Linked DNA regions of Mus musculus: all the other regions are linked to region 2. A link is a contact called in public Hi-C data. All regions are on one chromosome and are shown on one strand. Each heading gives the region's core, a stretch centred on a gene start, on an enhancer-like site or on the middle of the called end of the contact. The rest is flanking DNA. Distances are from core to core; before and after follow the strand shown.

Evidence for each region. Hi-C and Micro-C count contacts between places; a contact is called where the count stands out from the background.
Region 1: a Hi-C map of olfactory sensory neurons shows a contact between it and region 2, with 1.8 times the contacts expected there. The contact joins two enhancer-like sites. A contact is called at or near these places in 1 of 484 Hi-C or Micro-C datasets (olfactory sensory neurons) and 2 of 115 datasets of contacts at active chromatin or transcription factors (astrocytes and pancreatic cancer cells).
Region 3: a contact with region 2 is called in a Hi-C map of olfactory sensory neurons, with 5 times the contacts expected there. The contact joins two enhancer-like sites. A contact is called at or near these places in 2 of 484 Hi-C or Micro-C datasets (cortical neurons and olfactory sensory neurons) and 1 of 115 datasets of contacts at active chromatin or transcription factors (astrocytes).

What each region holds. Positions count from the first base shown.
Region 1 is chr9:34,972,496-34,976,477 of GRCm38.p6, forward strand. All of the region lies in intron 4 of Kirrel3 (kirre like nephrin family adhesion molecule 3), which reads left to right. All of the region lies in intron 8 of Kirrel3os (a long non-coding RNA gene), which reads right to left. Among named protein-coding and RNA genes, the nearest start is that of Kirrel3os, 33 kb to the right of the region's middle. Within about 2 kb of position 2,061, at least 4 of the 459 cell types and tissues checked have an H3K27ac peak or open chromatin away from gene starts, as enhancers often do. A contact at or near this core is called in olfactory sensory neurons, where this site is marked.
Region 2 is chr9:34,405,566-34,409,641 of GRCm38.p6, forward strand. No RefSeq gene overlaps it. Among named protein-coding and RNA genes, the nearest start is that of Kirrel3, 81 kb to the right of the region's middle. Within about 2 kb of position 1,901, at least 5 of the 459 cell types and tissues checked have an H3K27ac peak or open chromatin away from gene starts, as enhancers often do. A contact at or near this core is called in olfactory sensory neurons, where this site is marked.
Region 3 is chr9:35,158,920-35,163,457 of GRCm38.p6, forward strand. The region is part of intron 2 of Dcps (decapping enzyme, scavenger); the gene reads right to left. Among named protein-coding and RNA genes, the nearest start is that of Dcps, 15 kb to the right of the region's middle. Within about 2 kb of position 1,947, at least 14 of the 459 cell types and tissues checked have an H3K27ac peak or open chromatin away from gene starts, as enhancers often do. A contact at or near this core is called in olfactory sensory neurons, where this site is marked.

The DNA of each region.
Region 1 (3,982 bases), core at 811-3,310, 570 kb after region 2:
CCACAGTCACGCTAATGTTCTTCATAGGAGCTGCCAGTGACATTAAGACATATCCCCCTAGAATACGGAATAAAATATCCATGGAAGGAGTTGCAGAGACAAAGTTAGGAGCTAAGACTAAAGGATGGACCATCCAGAGACTGCCTCACCCGGGGGTCCATCCCATAATCAGCCACCAAACACAAACACTATTGCATACACCAGCAAGATTTTGCTGAAGGGACCCTGATATAACTGTCTCCTGTGAGGCTTTGCCAGTGCCTGGCAAATACAGAAGTGGATGTTCACAGTCATCTATAGGATGGAACACAGGGCCCCCAATATAGGAGCTAGAGAAAGTACCCAAGAGCTGAAGGGGTCTGCAACCCTATAGATGGAACAACAATATGAACTAATTAGTAACCCCAGAGCTCGTGTCTCTAGCTGCATATGTAGCAGAAAATGGCCTAGTCGGCCATCATTGGGAAGAGAGGCCCCTTGGTCTAGCAAACTTTATATGCCCCAGTACAGGGGAACACCAGGGCCAAGAAGTGGGAGTGAGTGGGTAGGGGAGCAGGGCAGGGGGGAGGGTATAGGGGACTTTTGGTATAGCATTTGAAATGTAAATGAAGAAAATATCTAATAAAAGATGTGGGGGAAAAATAATGCATCAGTTAGCAAGTTTTAAAATTGAATAAAAATGTTTAAATTGTTGGGGAAAAAAAGACATATCCAATCCCATAACCCAGAGACCCCCTTATTGGACCTGCTTCTCAGAGCAGCTCACAGGCAGTTCTCAAGTGATACAATTTCATGTGGACTAATAGGCATAAAGCCCTTACATCCTAGGCTTGTCTGGTGACAGTGATATAGATCTGAGCTGAATACATTCTGATGTGCCTGATCCCAGAGTGCCCAAAGCAACTTAATGCCATCCTCCTTTTATAGCGTGTCCACCATGCACAGAACACTTTCCAGGGCAAGTTGGCTGCTAACCAAAGGGAGAGGGAAGGTCGAACTACAAAGAGAAACAAGAAGTGTGCCCTTGTGGAAGCTAACACGCCATTGGTGACTCCCGTGCAGTTGTGAGACATAGAGAGCCCCCCTACAGCTGTGGTCACAGCTGGGGCACCACGAGTGGATGTACATGTGGGCCAGACTGGTCTCTGTTTTCCAGTCACAAAGTAGAGGTCAGTGGAGATATTTGTCCAAAACCTGACAGTCACATAGGTGTCCATATGTCAGGGCAGGAAGGGAAGGCCCTTCTAGGAAGAAAACACTATGGAGCTTGATTCCAAGGCCTGGGAGGCCTGGCAGCAGTCTGTAAGAAACAACCATGTGGTTCTCCCCTCACTGGGTGAGGTTGCATCCATCCACTAGGCCCAGATGCAGTGGGGCCTTAGAGGCCACGGGAGTATCATGGGATGGTGGGAGGGGGCAGTGAGATGCTTGGAGGCTGTGGGGAGTGGGTGAGTTAGGAGAAGCTTAAGAGGAGAGGTATAAGTAGATGCTATGCACCACTCATGAGTGGCGGCTGAGTCTGAGGTTACCCAGAGCATCAATCCCCATTCCCCTGGGCAGCAGACCAGGAGCAACTGTGTTAGCCAGCACCACATGGCCCTCTTGCTTCAGTATCCCCATCCTTCCTGCCCCGCACCCTCACAATACTAACTCTCAGATGAGAACCAACCTCTACAGAGTCATCAAGAAGACTAGAGAACCAAAGGAGAGTCAGGAGAAAACTATCCTTCTTTGTTAGCTATCATCAATTCCTCAGACTCAGACTTTAAATTTAAATTAAAAAAAAAAACTTATATTGCAGCTAGGGATGTAGGTTTGTAAAGCACTGGTCCACCATGCATGAGACCCAGGGTACCAGTCAGTCATCTGTACCATATAAGCTGGGTGTGGTGTGGTGGTGCATTTCTGTAATCACAGTACTTCAGAAGTAAAAAGGTGGGAAGTTCAAGGTCATCTCAAGTACACAGTGAATTTAAACCCAGCCTGAGCTAAATGAGAAACATCAGCTCATCTCCCAGTTGTGCCCAGCTGCTCCCTAGCGTAAACTGGCATTGTGAAGGATAACAACAGCAGCTTGGGGACCCATCAAGATCCACCTTTCCCCAAGGGCATAAGTGTTCAGACTAAAGCTTTAGAGTGTCAGTGAAAGTAGGTGCTGGTAGCATACAGATATGAGAGGGGACTGGGACTTTGCATTAGAATCACAGGAAGGAAATGGTCACCCATGATGACATCCACCGTGTGGCCCTCACACTTCCAAGTTGTTTGACCCCCCACTGGGGTCAAATGGACAAGCACCTACACCTAAAACCATGAGGGTGAAACTAAAATCCTCCTCCCAGACTGTCAGATGGCTCAGCAGGTAAAGGAGTTTGCCACTAAAACTGGTGACCAGAGATTGATCCTAGACCACATACTGTAGGAGAGAGCCGGCCCCCCAAAGTTGTCCTCTGATCTCAACACACACACACACACACACACACACACACACACTAATAAACAAATAATGTATTAATAATAATTTTAAAATTCTAATTTATTCCTTTTATCCTCATCATTAGAACAGTCCCAACCTCCTGGGATGTGAAGTGACTAGGGATGAGCCCAGCCCAGGACCAGCATCCACTGCTACAAACTAGACTATCAGTAGAAACATGATAAAGACTGAGGGAACATTTTCCCTGTGTAGGCCAGTCCACCCACCCACTGCTGACACCCTATAGTCCACCAGCCCTCCAGGATATTCTGTTCTGAATCTGATACAGTCACTCGTGGCCACTGTCACCAGGTGATTCCATAGCTCCTCCGACTGTACCTGTGCATTGGCTTGAGTTTCCCTGCCCCTCGGTTCCCGAGAGAGCAGCTCACCCAGCCAGAGGGTGTTCAAGCTGACCTCATATGCAGACCAGCTGGCCATGCCCACAGCAGAGCACAGACATATCCCAGTCCTGCCACTATTTCTCAGCTTAACTCCCTCACCATGGGAGGCGCATGTTGGCGCTGCCTACCTATGAGGTCACTGAGGCTCCAGAAGGTTATGCAAAATTTCCATTAGGTTACACCTTTTCCTCCACCCCAACCCTGGGGTAGCCTAGCCTCATCAATGCTAAAATTATTATTAGAGATATGGGGACAGATTGGAAGCCTATCCCTAGCAAACATAGCTCGGAGGCCACCGAGGAGGTTAGAGGCTTCTCACTTCTCCCAGTAACCAAGTTCTGCTTATCCAAGGCTTAGTCTGATGCAAGAACACTCAGTACAAATGCAGCCCACTTTACACCTAAAAAGTGATGGATAAGTGCCCCACCCTGTGAGCCCCACCCTGTGGCCAGAACCATGTATTCTGCCACCCATGTTACGCGTCCCAGAACAGAACTCATTATCCCCACTGCCATGCCAGGTTCTTCCTGTAGACAAAAAGTTTACTTCCGTAGCTGGTCCCCCCAGGGTACAAATATTAGGCCTTCCTGCCCCAGCATGGGACACTCTCTGGGCCACTGAGCATAAGCATCTCCTGAGATCTCTTAGCTACCCTCTTGTCCTCCACCTTTTCATCTGGTTCTGTTTCCTACGCTCACATCGGGAATCCGAGCCCAGAATAGTACGATATGTAACTATAATCTCTGCACTCAAGTTCAAGGTCAGCCTGGGCTACCTAGTGAACCCCTGAGAAGAAGGGGAGAAGAAAAGAAGGAGAGAAAGGGAAGGGGGGAGAGGAGAGGACACGGATTTGGTCTCAGACCCTCCCAGCTAACCTTCCTCTGCCCTCTATATTGAGGTCAAACTTGTGGTAACCCTGAAGCAGGCATAGTTCGGTGTCTTCAAAGATGTCCTGCAGCTTCAAAGAGCTTCCAGCCTTTTGAAGTCTCCCCCCCACCTCACAGTACCCTAAAAGACTGCAGAGCTGGCCGGCCGGTCCACCTGTAAAATGTACCCTCTCTTTGCAGAATGAGGCTCAAAAGCCATGAGCCTCTGCCGAGAA
Region 2 (4,076 bases), core at 651-3,150:
TTACTTATTGGATTTATTAAAAATGCACCCATTACCTGAATGCCTTTAGGCAACAGCACAAAAATATACTTTTGAAAAAATGAGAATTCAATTAAGCAGAGATGCATAGCCACCTCCAGCAAGTAGGCCAGCAAAGAAGTCCCCTCAGAATGGATGGGAGCCCAAACAAAAGATGTCCTGGCCTGCACATCAGAGCACCAGGCTCTCCTAAGCCAAGAAGAGAGGAGCTGGGGAGTTTGAACTGCAACCACCTGGTTCTGTTCTGTTCCAGTCCAGCCCAGACTTCCAAAAGTGGCTCTCAGATTGGACATTGAGTCTATGATGATGATAGGAAATAGGGCAGGGTCTCAGGTAGCAGAGACAGAAACATCCAAGTAGGGACTTTTGAGATACTTTTAATTAGCTGTCGTGTGTGCTATTTTGACTTCGTGCTCAGCTACAATCTGTAACGGTTTTATGAGTCGGCTGAGCCTGTTTCCTGCAAAAATCTTATGAGACAGGCAGTGATTTTTCTAAAACTCAAATCTCATGATGTCACTCCCTACTAAGAATATCCATCGTTCTCTATTGCTTTAGAATGCAGAGCCCCCACCCCCTTGTGAAATCTTGAGGTCAGTCCCTTGGCTATTTCTCCTTGTATCCCTCAACTCATCCCTGCTCAATCACATACAACAATCTGCAGGTCCTCAAACTATGATGACCTAATCCTAGTCTTCCAAAGATGTCTTATGTTTAGGTATCTGAAGTACCATTCAACATAAGGCCTGCTGCCGCTGGGAAACTACTGTAGATCACCAAGTCACAGAGACCTCTCATCCCAGTAGACTTCTCTGCTCTTCCATTCAGAGACAAGTGAGAGTTTCCAAATGCTTAAGAACCCAACCACACTCTATTACAACCCTGTGCTGACATGTCTGTCTCTTTGACCAAATGTATGGACTCAAAACAGAGCCCTGTAACAAAAATGCCAGAGCAAAGTCATAACACAGGCTCCTTGAGGTCCAGCTCTTCCACAAAATGGAGCTTGTAATCAGACCTGTCCTGTTAATTTTATTTAAAGATTTGAGAGGTACAATAAGATCATACATGGAAACATCCCAGCTCACTAACTCCTGCCAGGTCCCTGACCATTGTTAATTGAACTAAGGGAAAATGACATGACAGATTTACTTGACATTTTATAAGGAAAAGCCTAAGACCAAAAACAAAGTCACTTGCTCAGGGTTACCCTTTAGGAAAGAAATGGCTAGCCCCATGATCCTCTAACCTTCAGTGCCTTCGAGAGTTCTGGAGATGAGAGACCTCACTCTCTAGTTGATCTCTATTCAGATCACCCAGGGCAAAGTGACTTCCTTTACAGAAAAATCAGACTTCTGGGTCCTTCTGGCTTTCTCGGTCTTGATCTCCTATGGAAGTGATTCCCAGATAAAGTCAAAAGATAGAGACAGTTTTTGTTTGGGAAGCAAAATGGTATGTTGAAGTAAACAACAGACAGGAAGTTTTTAACAGCATAGTAACAAGGTGCTGTCCAGCCAGTTTTCTGACTCCCTCCCCGCCCCCGCCCCCAACCCTGGTTAAAGCTTTGGGGATAAATCATCTTGCTAGCTCATCTGTCTCTAGACGTCTGTGCCACATGAGAAATCAACAATCGCACCCTAGAGTAAATGCGGTGGTGAGTTGCCAGCTCTTCAGGAGCACACAGCTTTCCTTCTTGGCCTGTACTTTAATGTGATCTTGGTGCACTGCTGCTGTATCACTGGGTGAATGAGGTGAGAGTGCTGAGATCAGTTGTAGAGAGAAAGCACTCATGTCAAACAAAGTTGGTCCAAGCTTCCTCAGCCTCCCTTGCACACTTGGGAAGAAAGAGGCAGTCCTACATCAAAGCCTGTGGTTTCTCAACACCCTGATCAGATGTCAGCCTTGCTGCCCACGAGCTCTAGCCAGGCCCTTGTCCTAGAGTAGCAAGCCCAGCAGAGAACAGAGATTCTCCACCAGTGCCGCTGCAAGAAACAGACTTTAGCTGCCAGCCAATGATGCTACTAAGAGACCACTCTCCAGTGGGGATAGCAGCTGTGCTTGCATTAACTGTCTAGGGTAACCTGCCTTCCTCTGAGGCTCCAGCACACACTCAGCCCCAGAGCTCAGCTCAGAGAAGGCTTTGCTTTCAAGGAAAGAAGCGATGTTTACCATGGATCATGCTACTGGGAAACTGAGACTTGCTTGGCTCTGCTGCAGCTGTGGGCATGACTGCCATAAACTCCTGAGCAGATTGGTAAATAACCCTCCCTGCTTAGCACACAGAAAGAATCAGAAAACAACCATAACAATGCCATCTCCACCACAGTCTACCCAGGAACCCAGGAGAAAGCCCCAGGGACCAATTCATCAGAACCCGGGCTCCAATGATACTCAGTGGGCTTCATCCCCATCACTCTTACCATCCATAAAATGGAGCACCTAACTCGAGAACTTGCTGTGGAAAGCATATAGATCAACAAACAGTATCTGTTACCCAGTAAGCTGTGCACATGCTTCTGCTGATAGTTTCATCCTGTCAACCTCATGAACATGTGTGGGGTGTGAACATGTTTGGGGCACCTACAAAATGCCCGGAACTACCAGGTCACCAACCATCCCAAGTGGCTGAAAAATTGCTTCCTTCTCACCCTGGAGGAGCATTTATCTTTTGGGGCAGAATCCTCAAGTGTATGGGGACTTTCTCCTCCATAGCATAGAAAATTGCCCTAGATCGGGTACAGACAGCTATCTCTCAAATCCCCGCCTTCCAATGTGCGAGGCCAGAAATTCGGTGACTACTTCTGCCTGAAAAAGGAGGTGATGGGTCCTCCTTGCAGCCTCTGAGATTCTTGGTGTCAAAGCTGGCTCCTAAGACTGAGAGACTTTCCCTTTTTATTTCTGCCCTATTATGTCCCCTGAGAAGCTGTTTCTAGCCAGGCTCATTTGCTCACATAGCCATTCCAGTCCAAGTCAACCCCCAAACCAGACTTTCATCAAAGTTATCCTTGTCTGGGATGAAAGTACACTGAGAGCATAATCCCATCACCTCCCTCGCCCTCCCCAGATTGGTACCCCATAAGACCTTGCTGCCAAGTGGAAAATAAGAGTCTGTCTCCCTCTGTCTTCCTCTGGCCGCCTTTCATCAGATTCATGAACATTCATTCAGCATCCTCCAGGAAAAGACTCCGGAGTGGAGGGTGCAGCATGGCCGTGGCAAAGTCCAGGCTCCTCCAGGGAATGGGTCCTAATCACTCGTCATTCAGCAGATATTGAGTACATAGTGTTTGCCTGGCACCGGGGGTAAAAAGAATAATAGGAAGTATCTCTTCATCCAACAAGCTCGTGATCCTGCAGGGAGACAAATGTAGATAGCTTACAATACAGTTGGATGAGCTTGATAATAGAAATATGCAGCCGGTGGCTCCTCACTGTGGGTAATTTGTTTAAAATGTTATTCCACTGCTGACAACCTTTTCATCCTCAACAATTGCCACTTCATCTTCTCATCTATTCTCAGGCAATTCCATGGTTATTCCAGGATGATCAGTTCCCTCACCTGCTGTGCCCTTCCTCTTGTTCTTTGTCCTATTACAAACTCCTATTCATCCCTCAAAACCCTTTCATGCATTCCTAGTCTCCACTGCTTTTTCTGGTTTTCATATCTCTACTTTTACACATACTGTTCTATACTTGAGAATGTATTTCTTGCTGCAGTGTGGTGGTATGCATCTTTAATCCTAGCACTAAGGAAGCAAAGGCAGGACAATCTCTATGAGTTCCAGGCCAGCCTTGTCTACACAGTGAGTTCATGCTAGCCAAAGCTACATAGGCCTTGTCTCAAAAACAGACAAACAAAAGTGAATGGATTGTTTATGGTTCGTTATAGTGTCTTTTTAACCTGAAACATTCATTGAATTGAACTATGTGTAAAGACACACTAGCAAAAGTGTGCTGGTGTGCACCTGTAACCCTAACATTGGAGAGATGGAAGAAGGGGGATAAGAAACTGCAGGCCAGTTTAGACTATACAGGAACAATCTGGTGGTGCTGGTGCTGAT
Region 3 (4,538 bases), core at 697-3,196, 750 kb after region 2:
ACAGGGTTTCATTATATATCCTAAGCTGGCCTGGAACTGTAAACCAAGCTTGCCTCAAACTCAGAGATCCAAGTGCTAGGATCAAAGGCTTATACCACCACACCAGGCCTGCCTCAGTTTTTTCAATACTAACATTCATCAGATGGTCCTCATCACAGCCTTTGCTTTTATGTGTTTATCTTAATATGAACTTACACATATTCAGTTCTCTTGAAGAACAAGTGATCACCTGAGCTCCCCAGGGTCCCGTTGGATCTCCCTCTTTTCTGTACTACTGTGGAGTAGCCCAAGATATGCATACCCCATGCTTTACTGACCTCACAGGGTCATTTAAGTTGTTCTCTTCTTGTTTTGGTCTATCACAAATGATGCTGCACTGAATATTTTCTACCCCTTCATTCATACACATGAGCTTGTGTCTGAGCCAGATATCAGGAAGAGGAAATGCTAGCTCAAAGGAATGTACTTTTTACAAAGGTGGATGCCCATGGTTCTTGTCATGTGTGTGTACACACACCCACTATACAAGAGCACCCAGGAATGTGTGCATAGGAGTGAGGGAGATGCTAAGGTCTCCATCTGTCTGGATTCTCTCTGGTGTGCTCTCAATGATGTAACTTGCTGTGTTCTTTTTTGTTTGTTTGTTTTTGTTTTTGTTTTTGTTTTTGAGACAGGGTTTCTCTGTACAGCCCTGGCTGTCCTGGAACTCACTCTGTAGACCAGGCTGGCCTCGAACTCAGAAATCCACCTGCCTCGGTCTCCCAAGTGCTGGGATTAAAGGCATGCGCCACTGCCTGGCAACTTGCTGTGTTCTATGCTACAGATATCTACAGGAACCTCAGCCACCAAATGTAGACATATGTGGGAGACACTCAACTCCTATTTAATGGTGACTCCCTGGTCATTAAAAAAAGCTCACCACATAGGCCAGAGGTTGTGGCATACACCTTTAATCCCAGCACCGAGGAGGCAGAAGCAAGTGGATCTGTGAGTTCCAACCCAGCCAGGGCTACATAGTGAGACACTGCCTTTATAAACAAAAAAGGTCCACTGCAATGGCAGTAAAATGAATAAAGCCACAAGGTTGCCAAGAACGGGGTGGGAGTCAGGAGAAATGGGACCAATTCATTCCTTGAAACTAAAAGCACAGTGTGAACATATAAGACAGCGCAGGAGGAAGCTGCCACATAGGCAGTCAGTAGGCTACGTAGAGATCATCAGATCTTCCAGGAGGAAAGCTGGGTTCTCAGAAACAGCTCCTGAGGATGGGAAGGGAAATGAAGCTGAAAACTGAGATCAACTTAAGGGCTGTCTGCAGAACAAGTGCACTAATTGGCTCCATCGCTGCCACATCCCAGGGGAAGCAGCTAATGCCAGGTGAAAACAGGAGGGCTGGCCTCCAAAATATTAAACCAAGGAACTAGAGAAAAAGTTGACAAACTTCTATAAAAAGCCAGCTACTAAATACCTGAAGCTTTGTAGGCCTGACAGGGTCTCCAGCTCATATTATTTTTCAGTTGGGAGCATGAACTTATAGTACCAGTCAAACTGTGCCACTGAAACCCAGTCTGGCAGCCAATAAGCCCCTCTCCCAGCCAGAGTACTACAGGAGCTTCCCATTCAGGGCAGAGGCCTACTGTAGAAAGAGATCAACCATTGTGAGGGCAAGTGGATCTGTGAGTTCCAACCCAGCCAGGGCTACATAGTGAGACACTGCCTTCATAAACAAAAAAAGTCCACTGCAATGGCAGTAAAATGAATAAAGCCACAAGGTTGCCAAGAACGGGGTGGGAGTCAGGAGAAATGGGACCAATGGGGGCAGCCCAAACATCTGCCCTCAAAGAATATGCACCCAATGCTTCATTTTTAAGTATGAATGAACTACTGTGCATCACCAGACACTGAGGGAAACCAGAAGCCTGAAGAAGAATGACCAAGATAAACAAGGGAACCAGATCCCAGAGGAATGAATAGTTTCAGGGTCAGGAGATAATTTAAAAACAACATCTCTAATTAGTGTGTCAGAGAAACCCAACACAATTTAGCTTTCCTAAAGCAAGAGCAAGATACTGTGAGAGTGAAACTGGAGAACGGGAGAATTTACAATATCAATGCCAAAGGAGTGCCCACACTAGAACACCTGGGACACAAAGTGAAGACTATGTATCAAACTAGAGTAGGAAAAGACATGGAGAAGGTAAGACAACTAAAAAAACTCAATCTTGGAAGTGTTGTGTTCAACACAAGAGTTTCAGTGTAACACTGGGGGTGGGGTGGGGTCAAGCAAAAAGAAATGAGTGAAAAGAAATCAAAGAAGCAGGGAGAAAAACATATGCACAGAGCAGAAGGACGATGGAAGACTTTAAACTAAATGGCCTCAGATAACTCAGAGCAATAGATAGGAATGCTCAATGTAGACACCGAACAAAAACAAAACAAAACAAAAGCCCTCAGAATCAAAGATCAACAGAGTATGTTGTATATACCTAATGAAGGTAATAAAAAGAAAATAACCCACCCTAAGGTTCCTTCACATCAATGAGAATCAGGCTGGCATCGGCTATGTTGTCTTCTTGGTTATGAGCCTAGCCTTAAATGTCTGAGCAGTCTCTCTAGCGCTGGCATCAGATATCTTAACAGTGACACAGATGGCTTGAAGTCAACAGATCAATGTTTTTAATGCTTGAAGGGAAAATTAATTCAACTAGACAAATCAACCGAAAGCAACAAAACAAAGGGTTCAGGATTTACTCCCACATATCTTTCTGTGGAATTATTTTATAGTTGCTTCAGCTAATCAAGAAAGGAAAGCAAGAAAGAAAAAGACACCGAATTTAGAAGACACAGTCTGACCTAGAGAAAATGTGAAAAGAAGTCTCTGGTTGAGAGCTGCATAGCGTGCCGGCACCATGGGCAGTCCAGACAGGAGGAGCAGGAAAGGGCTTCCTGCAAACGGAAAGGTAGCGTATGCCATGTAATGAATTACCAAACTGAAACCAATGTGTGAGTCACTTCAGGAGCAGGGAGAAAGGCCATAGCATTCTTCCAAACACAGTGAAGAGAGGCAACCAGAAACACCATGCAAAAACGTAAAAGCTGTAAAAACCCACTGGTTACTGACTAAATGTTACTGACTAAAAAGCAGTATGATTCGGAGGATCTACTGGAACCTAGGAAATGAGAATCACTGACCTTGGAGTCACAGGCACTCTACACAGCATGGTGATATCCACTGTGAAGGTAGGAGAGAAGGTACAATACCAGCATCCTGCTTCGGCATGCAGCAAATGCTACTGATATGCCAAAGCAAGGAAAGCGCTGTTCAATGACTTTTCAACTTAGAACCAATACTGAGACAAAGCATGAAAGATGACCCATCCTGTCTGGAGATACAGGTTAGTGGTAGAGCACTTGCCTAGCATGCTCAAGGCACCAGGTTCGATCCCTGGTGCTACAAGAACTACACAAGACAGTGTAACAAAGCATACTGACAGCTAGCTAAAAAGGCAGTGCTGGAAATAAGGAGGTGGCAGAAGGCAGAAGAGACAGTGGGAAAGCTGGACACACTCATCCTTTCCCCTGATTTGCATTAAACAGCAACAAAACCAGAAAACAAAAACCAGCTACATTTAAAGACACTGAGCCTTCCAAAGGCAGATAGATAAAGACTGGGAGTGCAGGGAATGAAAAAGGAGGCAAAGGAGTTGATTCTTTCCTTTCTTCTCTCCCTCCTTCCATCCGTCCTTCCTTTCTTTTTCAGACAGGGTCTCCGTAACACTGGTCATGGTGTGGTTGCTTCTGAGAAGTGAGGTGGGAAGGGGGCACAGCAGTAGGGGTCCGTTCATGCCCATTATAAGCCTCCTGGTGCTATCTGATGATTATCTGATCAGGTAACTACACATCTGACTCTGACAAATGCCCGACCCTCCCACAGAGACTTTCTGCTGAACAGTTCAAGTTAAGAGCTATTTACTAATAAAGCCTGGCATTTTATCTCCATTCAACTTGAGACTCCATGATCTCATATGGTAAAGAAACCTTCTTAGGTAGGCAAGCCAGCCTTCTGATTCCCCACTTGTCGTTCAGAGAAACTAAGTCTCCACAATTCAGTGACGTTTTCTGGTTCGATGGCTGTAAGCCTACAGTATTTCTCATGTTAGATGACCATGGCATGCTGTGAGTGTTTTGGCTGAGACTTGTCTGGCAAGCCATTCCTTGCTGGCCACTGTTCATGTAACTTGTCCCTTGGCTCAGCTGCAGTGGGAGGGCTGCCGAGGACATCACGGCGGATAGGTTCAGAGGCTTGTGCCAGTCTGCGCTGGAGAGACACCAACAGACCCTGGTACTTGGGCTTCTTCCAATGGCTGGAGGACCTGCCACACTGCTCCACTCGATCAGGACTGGTATCATCTTGGGGTACCTTCCAAAATAGCATAGGGCTCCCTTATCCACAGGAGGTAAAATAATCTAGCCTGGTCGCTCCCCTGCCCCAGAGAAGAGGAGCCATGCAGAAACGAAAGCCTGATAATGTCCAAAAT